Linked DNA regions of Mus musculus: region 1 is linked to region 2. Evidence: chromatin contacts called from public HiChIP or PLAC-seq data. All regions are on one chromosome and are shown on one strand. Each heading gives the region's core, a stretch centred on a gene start, on an enhancer-like site or on the middle of the called end of the contact. The rest is flanking DNA. Distances are from core to core; before and after follow the strand shown. Region 1 has its middle 58 kb from the start of Tln2. Region 2 has its middle 28 kb from the start of Mir190a.

Evidence for each region. HiChIP or PLAC-seq counts read pairs in DNA pulled down with a chosen protein or histone mark.
Region 1: an H3K27ac HiChIP or PLAC-seq map of embryonic stem cells shows a contact between it and region 2, with 9 read pairs. The contact joins two enhancer-like sites. A contact is called at or near these places in 4 of 115 datasets of contacts at active chromatin or transcription factors (embryonic stem cells and epiblast stem cells).

Annotation. Positions count from the first base shown.
Region 1 is chr9:67,614,544-67,621,688 of GRCm38.p6, reverse strand. It overlaps a transcript of Tln2 not described here. Among named protein-coding and RNA genes, the nearest start is that of Tln2, 58 kb to the right of the region's middle. Within about 2 kb of position 4,253, at least 44 of the 459 cell types and tissues checked have an H3K27ac peak or open chromatin away from gene starts, as enhancers often do. A contact at or near this core is called in embryonic stem cells, where this site is marked.
Region 2 is chr9:67,205,393-67,212,320 of GRCm38.p6, reverse strand. No RefSeq gene overlaps it. Among named protein-coding and RNA genes, the nearest start is that of Mir190a, 28 kb to the left of the region's middle. Within about 2 kb of position 3,675, at least 85 of the 459 cell types and tissues checked have an H3K27ac peak or open chromatin away from gene starts, as enhancers often do. A contact at or near this core is called in embryonic stem cells, where this site is marked.

The DNA.
Region 1 (7,145 bases), core at 3,004-5,503, 410 kb before region 2:
GGAGCTGCCCAGTCCCCAGCAAGTCTCAGTTGACAGTTTGTGTGAGCCCCAAGAATTTGTTGTTTTCATAGACAGGATCACCACAGGTCTTCTGAAGTTTGAGGGTCACAGAACTGGGGTTTAGTGATCACTCTGCTCTGCCACCCACTACCCCACCCCATTTATAAACACTACCACATGCTTTAGTGACATTTCTAACCATTTTCTGTTTGGAGTTTTATTGGTCTAGTTTGAAGGTGCTAGGACATCCTTCAGTTGTTGGAGTCCATTTCTGATTTTGTTTTCTTTGAGTTATCACTCTCCCATTTTTACATAAGCGTCTGCAATTCAGTTTAAGGAAAGTCTTTAAAAGTTGTGATCTTTGACAGAGTAAGGGCACATAGACACAGTGTGTGGGTGATAGCCAAGCTTTCTGGAGACTACTTAAGGTTCTGTGGTTTTAGCTTGCACAGGTGGTTAGGGGTGGCCTCCTTGTAGGAGGAGACTTCGCAGTCCTGGAGCTCAGTGTGCAGTTTAAATTAAACAATTGGTAAATGGTTGCATATGGGAGGGGGAGGGGGAGGCAGGACCCTGTCCCCTTGGTGAAGGAGGTTCAGTTGCATTAACGAGGACACAAGATCTTGGTATTTTGAGACCCATGCCTTGCAGATGTTGTGTGAATTGATTTCCTGCCCCTAGAGACTAGATATTTTTGTTCAATTCTGTGTTTTTTTCCTTCTGGCCGAATGGAGACTTTCAGCTTTAGAAAGGGAAGCCAATATTAATCTTGTGTTATTGGGTCCTGTGTGCCACATTATTTTATGGCTGTGAGCCTAGCCTGTAATGCTAGACCGCTTCTCCAACCCCACATCACTTCGTGTAGTGCATTTTTGAGAAGTCAGAGCTAAATACTTAAAAAGCTGGAGCAGGCTCTGAATGTGTTTGTCAGCATTGATAGAACTGTGTTCCTCCAAAGGATGGTTTGTACTGTGTGTACCTATGCTTCAGTCTTTTGGTTTGTTTTTTTTTTAGAAGTGGGGTTTTGTTTGTTTGTTTTGTTTTGTTTTGTTTTGTTTTGTTTTAAATTGTGTGTGTGTGTGTGTTTCTGTGTAGCTCTGGCTCTTCTGGAACCCTCTAACTCACTGTGTAGCCCAAACTGGCCTCGAATCCAGTGATCCACCTACCTCTGTCTCCAGAGTACTACTACCCAGCTTTTTTTTTTTTTTTTTTAAAGAAAATGTTTTTTCAAAATAGGGTGTAGTCCTGGCTGTCCTAGAATTTACCCTGTAGACCAGGCTGGCCTTCAGCTCAGAGATCCGCCTGCCTCTGCCTCCTGAGTGCTGGGATCAAAGGTGTGTGCCACCACACCCAGCCATGGGTTTCTTTTCCTTCTTTCTTTCCTTTCCTCTCTCTCTCTCTCTCTCTCTCTCTCTCTCTCTCTCTCTCTCTCTTTCTTAATTTCTTTCTTTCTTTCTTTCTTTCTTTCTTTCTTTCTTTCTTTCTTTCTTCCTTCCTTCCTTCCTTCCTTCCTTCCTTCCTTCCTTCCTTCCTTCCTTCCTTCCCCTCTCTCTCTCTCTCTTTCTTTCTTTCTTTCTTTCTTTCTTTCTTTCTTTCTCCCTTCCTTTCTATCCTTCCTTCTTTCCTTCCTCCCCCCCCCCCTCCCCAGATGGTCTCTCTGTGTAGCCCTGTCTGTCCTGGAACTCACTCTGTAGACCAGGCTGGCCTCGAACTTAGAAATCCGCCTGCCTCTGCCTCCCAAGTGCTGGGATTAAAGGCATGCACCACCACTGCCCGGCAGTCACTGGTTTCTTAAGCCCTTGAATGCACATGCACAGAGGTGGTAAAATAACCCCAAAGGGATACATGTTGTAAAGGGGCAGCACATTGATGTTAATGTGAAAACCTACTACATAGTGGCTACCATTATGTCACCTGCTTGTTATAAGCCTCAGTGTGCTTATCAAGAAGGTGGGTACATCAACCCTGTGCTGTGTAAGTAGTTGGTACAAGGAGGGAATGGATGCCATACTCGCATACTTCTGAGTATATGCTAAATATTTGTAATTCTGTAGAGTGAGCAAGTTAATCTATGGTTGTGTTTGTGCCTCAGCCAATCATATACCAGGAAGTTGGTGTCTTTTCTTTTTCTCCTCTAGTTTGGACTATGTTAGGAACATCAAGGAGATGTGTTTGAGGGCCGTGCTAGTTGGTTTTGCTCCTTGGTTAAGGAGGTTGAGGTCTGAGGTGAGGTTTTCATCCACAAGGCTCAGCTACAGTCTCTGGTCATTTAATAATGTGTTACTGAACAGTCAGTCCTTCTCTAGGTCCTGACAGAGGATTGTTTCCCAGGGGTGCCAGGATCAGGCAACCTGAAGATTAGTTCATTTTCCTAATATGCTCTGTGGGGCCCCCACGGCAAAGGGGATTAATTAGCATTTGAGTTAACTGAGGGGGCTGGAAGTGTAGCTCAGTTGGTAAGGTGCTTGCCTAGCATGCAAGAAGCCCTGGCTTTGTGCTCCAGCATGATGTCATATGCTTGCTTCTGTACTCACGTGGAAGTGGGAGAGTTCAAGGCCATTCCCAGTTATACAGTCTGTTTGAGGCCAGCCTGGGCTACGTGAGGCTGCCCCCCCCCCCCCAAAAAAAAGATAAAACTTTAGTTAACTAAAATGAAAAATGTAAAGCAGACCCTGGCCCTCTCCAGTGAGGGACCTTTAAATGCAGATGGGAAGGGATCAAAACAAGCCTGCTTGTGTAACTCACATTGGTACTGATCCAATCCATCACTCTTGGCTCGTCAGATGTCCTTAATGCTTACTCCATGTGATTCCTACTAGGGTTGTATTATGAGGCTCTGTCCTTACTCTTCAGGGTTGATCAGTGTCCTGGTAACATCAACACCACCCCGGAACTCAGTGTTGAGGAACTCGGGTTCCACCTATATCTACGGATGCAGGACACACCATGTAATCAGAAGCTGAGGTGAACTTGGCACAGCGGCAACTTAGGGGAGGCTTGCCTGGAAGGCAGGGACACCTGTCAGCATTTCACATTAGGATGAGGGGCGGGAGGTGATCTGTGTGATGAGCCCCATTCTGAACACCTGAAAGGGATGGTGGGGGCTAGAGGTGTAGACTCAGTTTCTGTTCTGCTCAGTCCTGACCTTGTGGTTGGTTGGTTATTGACTCTTAAGATCCATCTCCCTCCCTTCTCTTCCCCTGTCTTCATCCCCATCCTCATATCATCTCTTCCCCTTCCCTAAATTCATCTTTATCCCCATCATCCCCATCCTCGCCCCCCTCCCTCTCCCCATTCCCATCTCCATCCCCATCAGTACCATTCCCATCGCATTCCATCTATTCTCATTTCCATCTGTGCATCATTTTCACCATCTCCCATCATCTCTGTCTCACTGCCTTCCTGTCAGGGTTGTTCCTGGAAGAATGGTGGCTGGGAGTAAGAGCGCCTTTGCTTGGCTGGGGCCACCCCAGTATCCTGTCTTCCTTAGTATCCATTGACTGTTCAGCTGCCTTCTTGCTGAGGGGGAAAAGGCTTCAATGTAATGTAAAAGTCAGCTGATTTGGATCTCAGGAGCTCCTTGGGGGTTTGCATCCTATCAGAGTCCCTGAAAGCGCTGTTTTATTCCTATCCAAGGACAGGATTAGCCAGGGTACCCGTTTTCTAATGTTTCTCCAGACTTTTAAATCCCCATTCTCCAGCACGATGTCAGAGGAATTATCCTGGGAGACACTTGCCAAATGGCACCAAATAAGTATCTATGCGCTTTTCCGAAAAGACAATTAGAAATGTATTGAGGAGCCAGAGGCCTGCTGTGCGGGACATTGGTCGTGGGAGCTCAGTGCCAATTTGGGAAGCTCTCCTGGGGGACCATTTCTCCTCTCAGCCTCTGCTCTGAGAGGCTGAGCCAGGCAAGTGGAGGGACAGCCAGGCTGGGAAGAGGACAGGGAGCCAGAGTGCCAGCCAGAGATGAACCATCCGTCCTCCGTCTCCTCAGGAGATTCCAAGGCTTTGCAGATACAATCAAGTGGAAATGGGAAGGCCATTATAAATTCATCAACACTTGAATCATGTTACTCATTAGCCCTGGCGCCCTGGCCTGGAATATGCTCAGAAAACTGAGCTCTTGTGAGGTCAGGCCCCGCTCAAGGTCACATTTCAAGTTAGGGACAAGTCTGATCAGGAACCAGAGATGGTAATTAGTCCCGTGTGCAACAGTTCCTTGTGCTCTTCCGCCTTCGTCTGGGATGGAAGATACCAAGAATGTAAAATCTCAGTGATTGGATCCAGATGTACTAGCCTGGCCCCTCCTCCCTTTAGAGCTAACTCAGTGAAGACTTTTTTTTTTACCCCCCTGTGAAATAGAATATTTTAATCTGCTGGTTTTATTTGCTAGTCCACCTTTGTGCACAGGGCTAAAGATCAGGGAAGGAAAAAAAAAACAAACCCCGAATTCCTATTGTTGGGGATGCTATCAGGCTGTGTTTTTCTTTGCCTCAGGCACTGGCTGGAGTGGCCTGGGGGTGCATAGGACAATGGAGACCTCTGTCCTGGAAGTGACAGGATGTTTGTTTTCAAAGTTGGGAACCGACTGATAGGCTGTTTCCAAGGTCCACAGGTACAGGTGGGTATTAGGCTTTAAACATTAAAATGCAGGAGCTGGGGCTGCCGGCTCAGTTGGTAAAGTGCTTGTCTCGTGTGGATCAAGCCCTGAGTTTGATCCCTAGTATCGTATAAGCAGGGTATGGTGGTGCGTGTCTACTCAGAAGCTACACCAGGGGGTTGGAGGCTAGCGAGGTCCACATGTGACTCAAGGATACCTAGGAAATCTGAACTTGAGAGGGATTCTTTTAGCTTGAGTAGGGGATCTGAAGGCTCCCAGTGGAAGTCTGGAGAATGCGACCTTTTCTGTTATTAAATGCCAGTTATGTATGTAAACTGTTGTTGTGTTTTGTAAAAAGATAAGGGAGATGTTTGGTGGAGGTGAGGTATGGTGTGGAGGAAGGGGATGCCTCTGTGGGCCCATGCTGAGGTATCCCTTCCCCCTCTGAGGTACCAGCCACAGGTCAGTAAAGTATAGAATAGAGGTTATTCAGGGCATGGGGAGGGGAGTTGAGAGAAAGGCAAAAAGAGAGGAAGAGAGGAGGGGAGGGGAAGAGTAGAGGCCAGCCATGAGCTTGCTGAGAGAGAAAGAGGGGGAAGAGGGTGAGGGAGCAAGGGCAAGAGAGGGAGGAGGAAGGGGCAGGCATCCCCTTTTATAGTGAGTCAGGCATACCTGCCTGTTGCCAGGTAACTATGGGGCGGAGCCTAGACTAAATGCCAACAGTTTTGACACATTGTTAAGCAACATACTGTGCACTGACTTGGTTAAAAAAAGTTTTGTGTGTATATTCATTTGTTTTTCTGCACTATGTAGGAATCAAGGCCTCCATTGCGTTGATGGTCCCCAAAGCTTGCTGCTAAAAGACTAGAGCATTCCATTGCAGGGGCAAGGGAGATGGCCTCAGGAGGCTGGGCTCCAGGCAGCTGCCTTGTGAGCAGAAGTTTGTGTCTCTCCAGGTGTTGTTGGTTGTGCCACCAGACCATCACTTTTTTTTCCTGGGTCACATGAAGTATTTGCAGAAATATGTATTATTTGCTGAGAAATTAAATCATCTTAGATTAGTTGGTCCCGTGTGTTCTTTAGCCGTGATAGTTTACCAATTGCAGATCAAAATATTTGAGAATGAAACAATAACAATAACAACAGACATGGTGGTGCACATCTATAATCCCAGCACTTAGAAGGTGTAGAGGCAGGAGGACCAGGAGTTCAGGGACAGCCTGGGCTACATGAGTCTCAGCCTCGGGGGTGGAAGTGTTTGAAAAATATTATCATCTGGTATAGGTCCATTTTCCCTAAGCCATGCAGTGTAACAACTGTTAACTATTTACCTATAATTTATGCTGTATTAAATATTAATAAGTAATCTAGGATGATTAGAGTATATGAGGGGATGATTGTGGGGTCGCTAAGCATGGTGCCATTTCATATAAGAGATTTGATCCTCTGCAGATGTTTGTGTCTGCTGGGGCTTCTGGAACCACCCCACCCCCGACCCCTGACCTCCAAGGCTGACTTTACAGTGGAAGCAACAGTACTTGGTGTTAGAGGTTTACACTGACATGAAGGCAGTGCAGGCAGCTTGAGACCAGGATAGTAGCATACTTTGATTTCAGCGTTGGAACACCAGCGTTCTGGGGGGTGAGGAGGGTAAGGTTTGAGAACCTGAACTTTGCCTTGCCACATAGTCCAGTAAGAAGCCAGAGCCTTGTTTAGTGGGTGGCTGAGGGATTCTGTTCAGGACGTACCTCAAAGAGGGTTCCAGGGCTGGGAAAGACAGCATCGTTTGGGAACTTGAAATCCAGTACAGATTCTACAGAACCGTCCACCTCATAGCATAAGGCATGTGTGTGAGGGGCACTTGGGGCACCAGAGAACCCAGTTATCAAACTGGGCACAGAAGACGTTTAGATGTGCGTTCTATTAGGTTGTTTCCCAAACTGTTTCCTGTTGGGCTAATGTCTTGTTCTGGTAATACTGCTGAGGATGGGGTAAAGGTAGATTCCCATTAGTGCTCAGTAATAATTCACTACAACCCAAGGTCCAGGGCCAGGTCCATCAGACTCAACTTAGACTCATCTTCATCTAGGAGCTAAGGCATTTGAGAGTGGTCCCTCTCAAGGATGCTTGTGACAGCCCTATCCTCTTAGGAGTAATAGATATGCCTGAACTCAGAGATAAAAGGCTGGCGCTGCCATAGGGCTGTAGGGGAAACAGGTTTGTGCTGAGGAAGGGGCAGGGCTACCCGTGGAGTTTCCGACTCAGGCTTCTGTGAATTCTAGGATCATGAAGATGTCTGTTTTCTCCTGCTAGGGCAGTTTCAGTAGCGTGGTGCAAACAGAGCAACCATTGTCTGAGCCAGTACTCTTGGCTCAACAAATGCGTCCAAAGGAAACAAATTAAAAGTTGAGATAGAATTTACTTTGACTTTGAATGGAAAGAGGATAGTTTAAAAAGTATCTATTCATTCCATTGCCTGGGGCTGGACTGACACTGGAGCAGAAAAAGGCTCTAGTCCTGCCTTACAGGTGTTACCCAGAGGCAG
Region 2 (6,928 bases), core at 2,426-4,925:
TTGTTACTGAAATAGAGAAAAGACTTCTGATGGTGTGACCTGGTCCCTAGAAGACGGTGCTCATGGCCTGGACCCACAAAGGGCCGTCTAGAAGAAAAACGGGGAGACAGAGAGAAAGGTTTCTTTAATAAACCGTGCAGGCACCTGGGCCATAGGCACTTGCAGTTCAACACCTCAGGCTTTCTTCCTTCAATGTCTGGAGACAAAGGAAGGAAGCAAAAAGAACACGTAAGAGCTTTGGGCTTCAGAGAAGTGACTTTGAGCAAGTTGCTTTCAAGACCGCTAGGAATCCATGATGAAGAGTTCTACTTAACTCCCCAGTTCCTTTCAAAATGGAGCAGTGCTAACTGGGGAGTTGACTGGAAGCTACAGGTGCTCTGGGTCAAGGAAGGTCTCGTTCCTCCTACTGGTGGGTGTTTGGCTGTGGACTTTACGTACACCCTGGTTCTTCTGAGGGGAGAAGAAATATCTGCTGGCGGTGTTGGACTCTCTCCCACAGCAGTGATGAATGGAAGTTCCAGCTTTAGCCTCAGGATTGAGTCTATCCCGAAGATGGCAGAGGGAAAACAGTCAGGACTCCAAATCTGTAGTGACCTCATTAACCAGCTTGTCTAACAACTGTGGGTAAAAAGACACACCTCTTGCTCCAAAGGGAGTGTTACAGTATGACTAGGTAATCCGTGTCTAACATGATCAAGTCTCTCCAGGAAAAGTCACAACAGGAAGTGAGAGGTACCTTATTCTGAACCACGCGTGAGCAACCATGGCCCAGGAACACAGATCCAGGCCACCCTGAATGTCATGTTCCACTGTGCAAGTAGTAGTCACAAAATGAAGGTGGTTGTAAGTCATTTGACTAAGATACCGCCACCAGGAAGGAGTGTTTGCCTCAAGCTATGCTATCGACAGGTGCAATAATTATCCCTGTAATGAGATACTGTACTTTTCCTTCCCAGAATTCCAAGCTACCACCACCACTACCTCTCACATTCCAATGTGGTAGCTTACCAGGCCAAAGTCATGCAGCTTTCCAAGTCTGAATCATTTAGAAAACTGTAACTTCTCTTCTTCTTTAAAAAAAAAAAAATCCTTTTCTAACAATGTTTTCCTTCATAGCTTGGGTTTCCCCAATACTTGGGGCTTTCTTACTCTTTCTTCCAAGCTCCCTTCCCACTGTGGGTTGTTTGTTTCCTGTCTTAGTAAGTGTTCTATTGGTGTGAAAACAGGCCATGAGCGTGGTGATGGTTTGAATGGAAATGGCCCCCATAGGCTCCTAAGGAGGGAGTGGGACTATTAGGAGGTGTGGTCTTGTTGGAATAGGTGTGGCTTGTGGAGTGTGCTAAATGTTGCCCTTTATAAGAGATGCCATAATCATGGTGTCTCTTTACAGCAATAGAAACCCTAAGATATCATGGGAATGTACCTTTCTTATAAAAGAAAGCACTTCACTAGAGCTTGCTTACAGTTTCGGAGGTTTATGTGGTCCTAGTGGAAGCATGGAGACATGAGAGCAGACATGGTACTAGGAAAGTTGAGAGTTCTACATCTGGATTCATTCATAGGCAGCAGGAAGAAAGGGACACTAGATTTGGCTTGAGCTCTTGAAGTCCCACACTTCCTCCAACAAGGCCACACCTTCTAATCCCTCTCAAGCAATGCCAATCTCTAGTGACCAAGCATTCAAATCTATGAGCCCGTGGAGGCCATTCCTATGTCACTTCTTATATGTCCAACCTCCCTGCCAGCTTACATGGCATGGCTTCTCCGCTCTATCCTCCTTCTCTGTCAGCTGCTGAGGTTCACAGCAGCCTGCCCTGGCGGGTGTCTTTTAGACTCCAGTACAATTGTCCTTAAAGTTGGGTTCGTTCTGAAATTCTTTCATTAATGAGATCAAGAACCACAAGAAGGGACCCCAATTTCCTCAGTATCAGTTTTACCTAATAGTCACAGAAGTGTTAGGTCAGATACAGTGGTTAGTAGACAATGGCTATTCTGAAAAGTAGAGACAACTCAAGATATAACTTAGTTCCTGATCTGCAACATACTGCTCTCCAATCAGGAAGTCTGCAAGACCTCTCACACGGGTGGGGCTTCTCGGGGAACTCCAGTCTCACCTCCATTCTTCCAGGCTACTCAAGTCCATTCCTGCAATATTTAAGCCAGCCCACAATGGTTTCTATCTCAGAGACTAGCCAGCCATATAGGGAAAGGCCTGCATTTGTCTACACATGAAGTACTAGGCAAAGTTTTGTTCCTCTTTACAGGAAAGCAATCTTGAAGGTGGGACCATTTGACTCAGTGGTTAAAGTACTTGTCAAGCAAGCATGAGAACCTGAGCTTGGATCCTAGTATTCCTGTAAGAACACACATCTGTGATCCCTGTTGTGGGGCGGGTGGGGATGACTAGAAGTCATCAGGGCTTACTAACCTAGTCTAGCCAATCAGTGAGCTCCACTTTTAGTGAAAGCCTGTCTGAAAAAAAATGAAAGTAGAGAGCAACCAAAGAAGACATCAATCCTGACCTCTGAGCTTTATATGCATAAGCACACATGTACACATGTACACACATACATACACACACACACACACACACACACACACACACACACACACACACGCGCGCGCGCGCGCTTACATAGCCAGTGAGATGACTCAGCACATAACACTTGCTGAGCAAGCCTGACAATTCAAGTTTGATCCCAGCACACAGTGGGAGGTGAGAACTGTTATGATTTAAGCAACAAAGTTGCACCATGCAACAGACTTGGGGGGGGGGGTGTTACTGGGGGGAGGGGCACACCGAGACTACCTCTGAGTGAGTGTGGAAGGGAGAGAGGGCGGGAAAGGTGTCACTGGCTTTTTATAAGGGAATATATCACATGCACATATAAGGAGGATATGTGACTGGTGGTGACAGTAGGAATGTGTCATACTTTCTCAACTAGTGATGACATAACCCACTGTCACTAGGTCCCTGAAGACAGCTAGTAGAGATACCTGATTGCTAACAAGGTCTCCAGAAAAGTTGTCCTCTGACCTCCACAAGCACTATAACATGAACACACACACATACTCCAAACAAACAAACAACAGGAAATGCAAACAAAGAAAGCCTTACTTCTAAGAGATACTTGTGCTCCTAGTAAATGCTGCCAGACTCATAGTAGGTCTTCAATGTTTAGAGGACTTCCTTTTTTTTTTTTTAAGATTTATTTTATTTTTTTAATTAGGTATGTGTGTGTTTATGTATGTGGGTGGGTAGGTGGGTGTGCACGCACACGCACGCACGGGCACCCATGGAGCTCAGAGGAATAGGATCCCCTGGATCTGGAGTCACAGGTCGTTTTTAAGCCACCCAATGTGGGTTTGGGGAACTGAACTGAGGTCCCCTGTAAAAGCAGTGCCTGCTCTTAACCACAGAGCCATCTCTCCAGCATTCTGTGCACATTTCCAATGAGATGTTGGTAGTAACCTGGGTTCAAGAATAGGGGTTTCTTGGTGGGTATGAGAACTGTCAACAGGCTCAGGGCAGACAGCAGAAGCAGCAGACAGCAAGGGTCCCAGCCTCTCCTGGACTTGGGGGCACAGGTTTTCCTGCTTCCTGCTATGTAAGTAAGCCTGAGTAAGCTCCAGATGTCTGTCACCTACAAAGCCAAGCATCTGAGGAATGTCTGGAATTTGGGGCATGTGGGGCGTGTGATGTGTGTTTTCTGTTCTTCACTGGGATGGAAATCCCTAGCTATTTTGTCTGGAGGCATCAGCCTTGACCTGAGGACCCCTAAGCTGAAGGTATGGGAGAGAGAAGAAATGCTAGGCTTCTGCCCCTAGGGCGGGGTGCTTCCATCCCTGTTTGAACTAGAAGAGTTGTTCGTTGGGGTGAGGGTGGGGCATCTTGGGACTGAAGGGAGGGGAGCCTTGGACTGCTATATGGGGAAGTCAAGCCCTTGGAATGGTAGGGTAGTTGTTCTTCTGCTTCTGTGTCACAGCTCCCTGTGAGACCTGGTGCAAGTTCTGACTGGGCAACCTTGGGCCGCCGTCTCAGTCCTCAGAACTTTTGTTTTCCTGTAACCAGACCCGTTTTATAATTGCTCTTGGAATTATGGAAGACGTGCAGCATTGGTGTTTGATAGCTAGCAGTCCTTTGAAGAATGAATTCCAGGCTCAGTCTGCTAGGGTGATATTGTTTTTTTACATGTTATTTATTTAGTATGTGTCACATGCTATGGCATGTATGTGGCAGTTGGAGGACAATTTGCATGAACTGGTTCTCTTCCCAACAATGGGATTAAACTCAGGTCAAGATTGGTGACAAGTCCCTTCTACCCACTGGCCATTTCACTAGCCTTCTACTAGATAATTTTAAAATACAATTTCTATCTTCACAGCTAACATTCATGGTGAGCATATAATATCCCAGCTGCAGTCTTAAGCATATTTTTAAATGCTGGCACATTGATCCCTGCAGTGTAGGCACTAACTCTTTCCCTGAGTCTGTGCAGCTGATAAATAATAGAACCCAGGCAGCCTGCGTCAGAATGTGTATCTATAACCAGGGAGCTCGACTGCATGTCAGTGGGGAGGGGACAGAGACATAGCTGTGTGCTGCCACCATCAACAGCCTGAGAAGTTCCCCCAGACTTTCATGGACCTGGACTCAGACAGCTTCAATACTCAAAAGAATTTCAAAATCAATTGGTTTACGATGAAGAGAAGCTGAAGAACTTATGGAGGCTATTTATTGTAGGCTGAAGTGTGAGAGACAAGAGAGATGCTCAGAAAAATGAGGAAGACAAAAACCTGTGTGGGGTCGGGGTGGGGCTTGGAAGGAAGATCTGCCCAGGGTGGGCATAGGCTCCTCGTGGGAATGAGTTAAGTGTCTTAGCATGAGCCTATACATCACTTGGGTGACTTTCAAGTTACAAATCAAAAGACTGCCTAGAAGCCCCTCACTGCCACTTTAATCTCCTTTGATAGATGAGATAGATAAGCAAGGTGATTCTGGAGAAGGAATTATAATCTGATAAAGTGGAAACAGGCTCTGTTAGGGTTGTTCACGGGGGTTTAGTCTGCGCTCCCCCGCCTCGCCCTGGCAAATGAGATTTCTGGTGAGATTTTCCAGAAGCTTAGGGTTTATGACTGGAAAGGGAGAAGGGCTTTGGGCAGTCGAATTGTCCTGCACTCTTGCTTCTTTGCTGCTGTATCAGTCAGTTCTCTAGAGGATCAGAACTGATACATTGAATAACTATAAAGAGGATTTATTAAAATGGCTTACATGTTGTGGCTCAGCTAGTCTACCAACAATGTCTGTCTAGCATTGGAAAATCTAAGAATGTAGTAGCTGATCAGTCCAGGAGGCCGAATATCTATCTCAGCTGGTCTCTAGTATATGTCAGAATCCCAAAGCTTTAACACCAGTGTAAGAATGAACTTGTCAGTGAAATGAGAGCAAGCAGGCCGAGACAGAAACCTTCTTCCGTGTCTTCTGTATGGGCCGCCAGCAAAAGGTGTGGCCCAGATTCAAGGGAGATCCTCCCACCTCAAAAGATCTGGGTTAAAGGTGGTTCTTGCCGCTTCACATGATTTAAGAAAAAGCCATCACAGGTGTTCCCAGCCACTTGGGAGTTTAGATCATCTCAGACGTGGTCAAGCTGACAACCAAGAATAGCCACACTGGCAAAAGCTTCAAAAATTACACACCTTACAGATGGGGGCACTCATACAAGGGAGTCCCAAAACCAATTCAATGTATACAAATTGTCAGCTTGTAAATGACAGAGCCCAGATCTGAACCCAGGCCTGCCACCCAATGCCTTTCACGGCCTCAGGCTTCCTATATACAGCCAAAGAGACGTCCTCAGACTCTAGAGGTGACGATGGATTTGATACAAAGGGCTTCATTTGTAACATTATAATGGTGTCAAATATAATGTTCAAAAAAATTTAAAACATGACTGCCATACAAATACCCAGTAAACATGCATTGGAGATGTATGTAACTTAGTGTGTGTGTGTGGGGGGGGGGGGATCAGCATGTCCAGATTCATCTAAAATATACATTAATGGTCATCATCAACGAGGAAAGAACTCACAGCATGGTTGTCTTACATGTAGCAAACCCATTATCTCTGTTTGCCTAGAACGCAAGAGGCATCTATACCATGTGGATCTGCTGAACAGAGGGTGTGGAGCAGCATGGACTCAATAGAGCAGAGCTGTATGAGATTTAAAACATGAATTGCTTATTTCTGGACATACACACACACACACCCTACCCCACCCCTGTTTACTATCAGGCAACAGTGAATTACAGAAAACTGAAACTGTTAAAAAAAAACAAACAACAACAACAACAAAAAACAACCAAACAAAAAACCCCACAGGCCATTGAGTTGTTCCTAGATGGAGAGGATCAAGCTTAGGATGAGAACAGCAGCCTCCAAGTTTAAATCACAGCCCATCAGACTGTGGGACCCTGTCAATCCCCATGCGCTGTGAAGAAGTGCTTTGAGGGCAGGCTGGAGAAATGGTTCAGTCATTTAAGTGCTTGACAGTCAAGCATGAGGGTCTGAGTCCATGTCCCCTGCATCCATGGACCCGTCCTCACACTGTGGGGAGGTGGAGACAGAAAAATCTTTGATTTTTGTTTTTGTTGTTATGGATTTTGTTTGTTTTGTTTTGTTTTGTTTGTGGATTTACCAGCTTAGAAGAACTGGTGAGGTCGGAGGGTTCAGTGAGAGACCCTGTCTTGAAAATTCAAAGTTGGCCCCCAAAGGTTCAGGGAACATTGTAGCAGATGGGTAGGAAGAGCAGGGTGCTGAGAATTGCTGTCTTCTGGACACGATGGCTATTGCTCTCATGAACTCACTCCATCTGTGGTTGCCTGCACAAGACCCACACACAGGCCAGCAAGATCAGCAAACATTCCCCA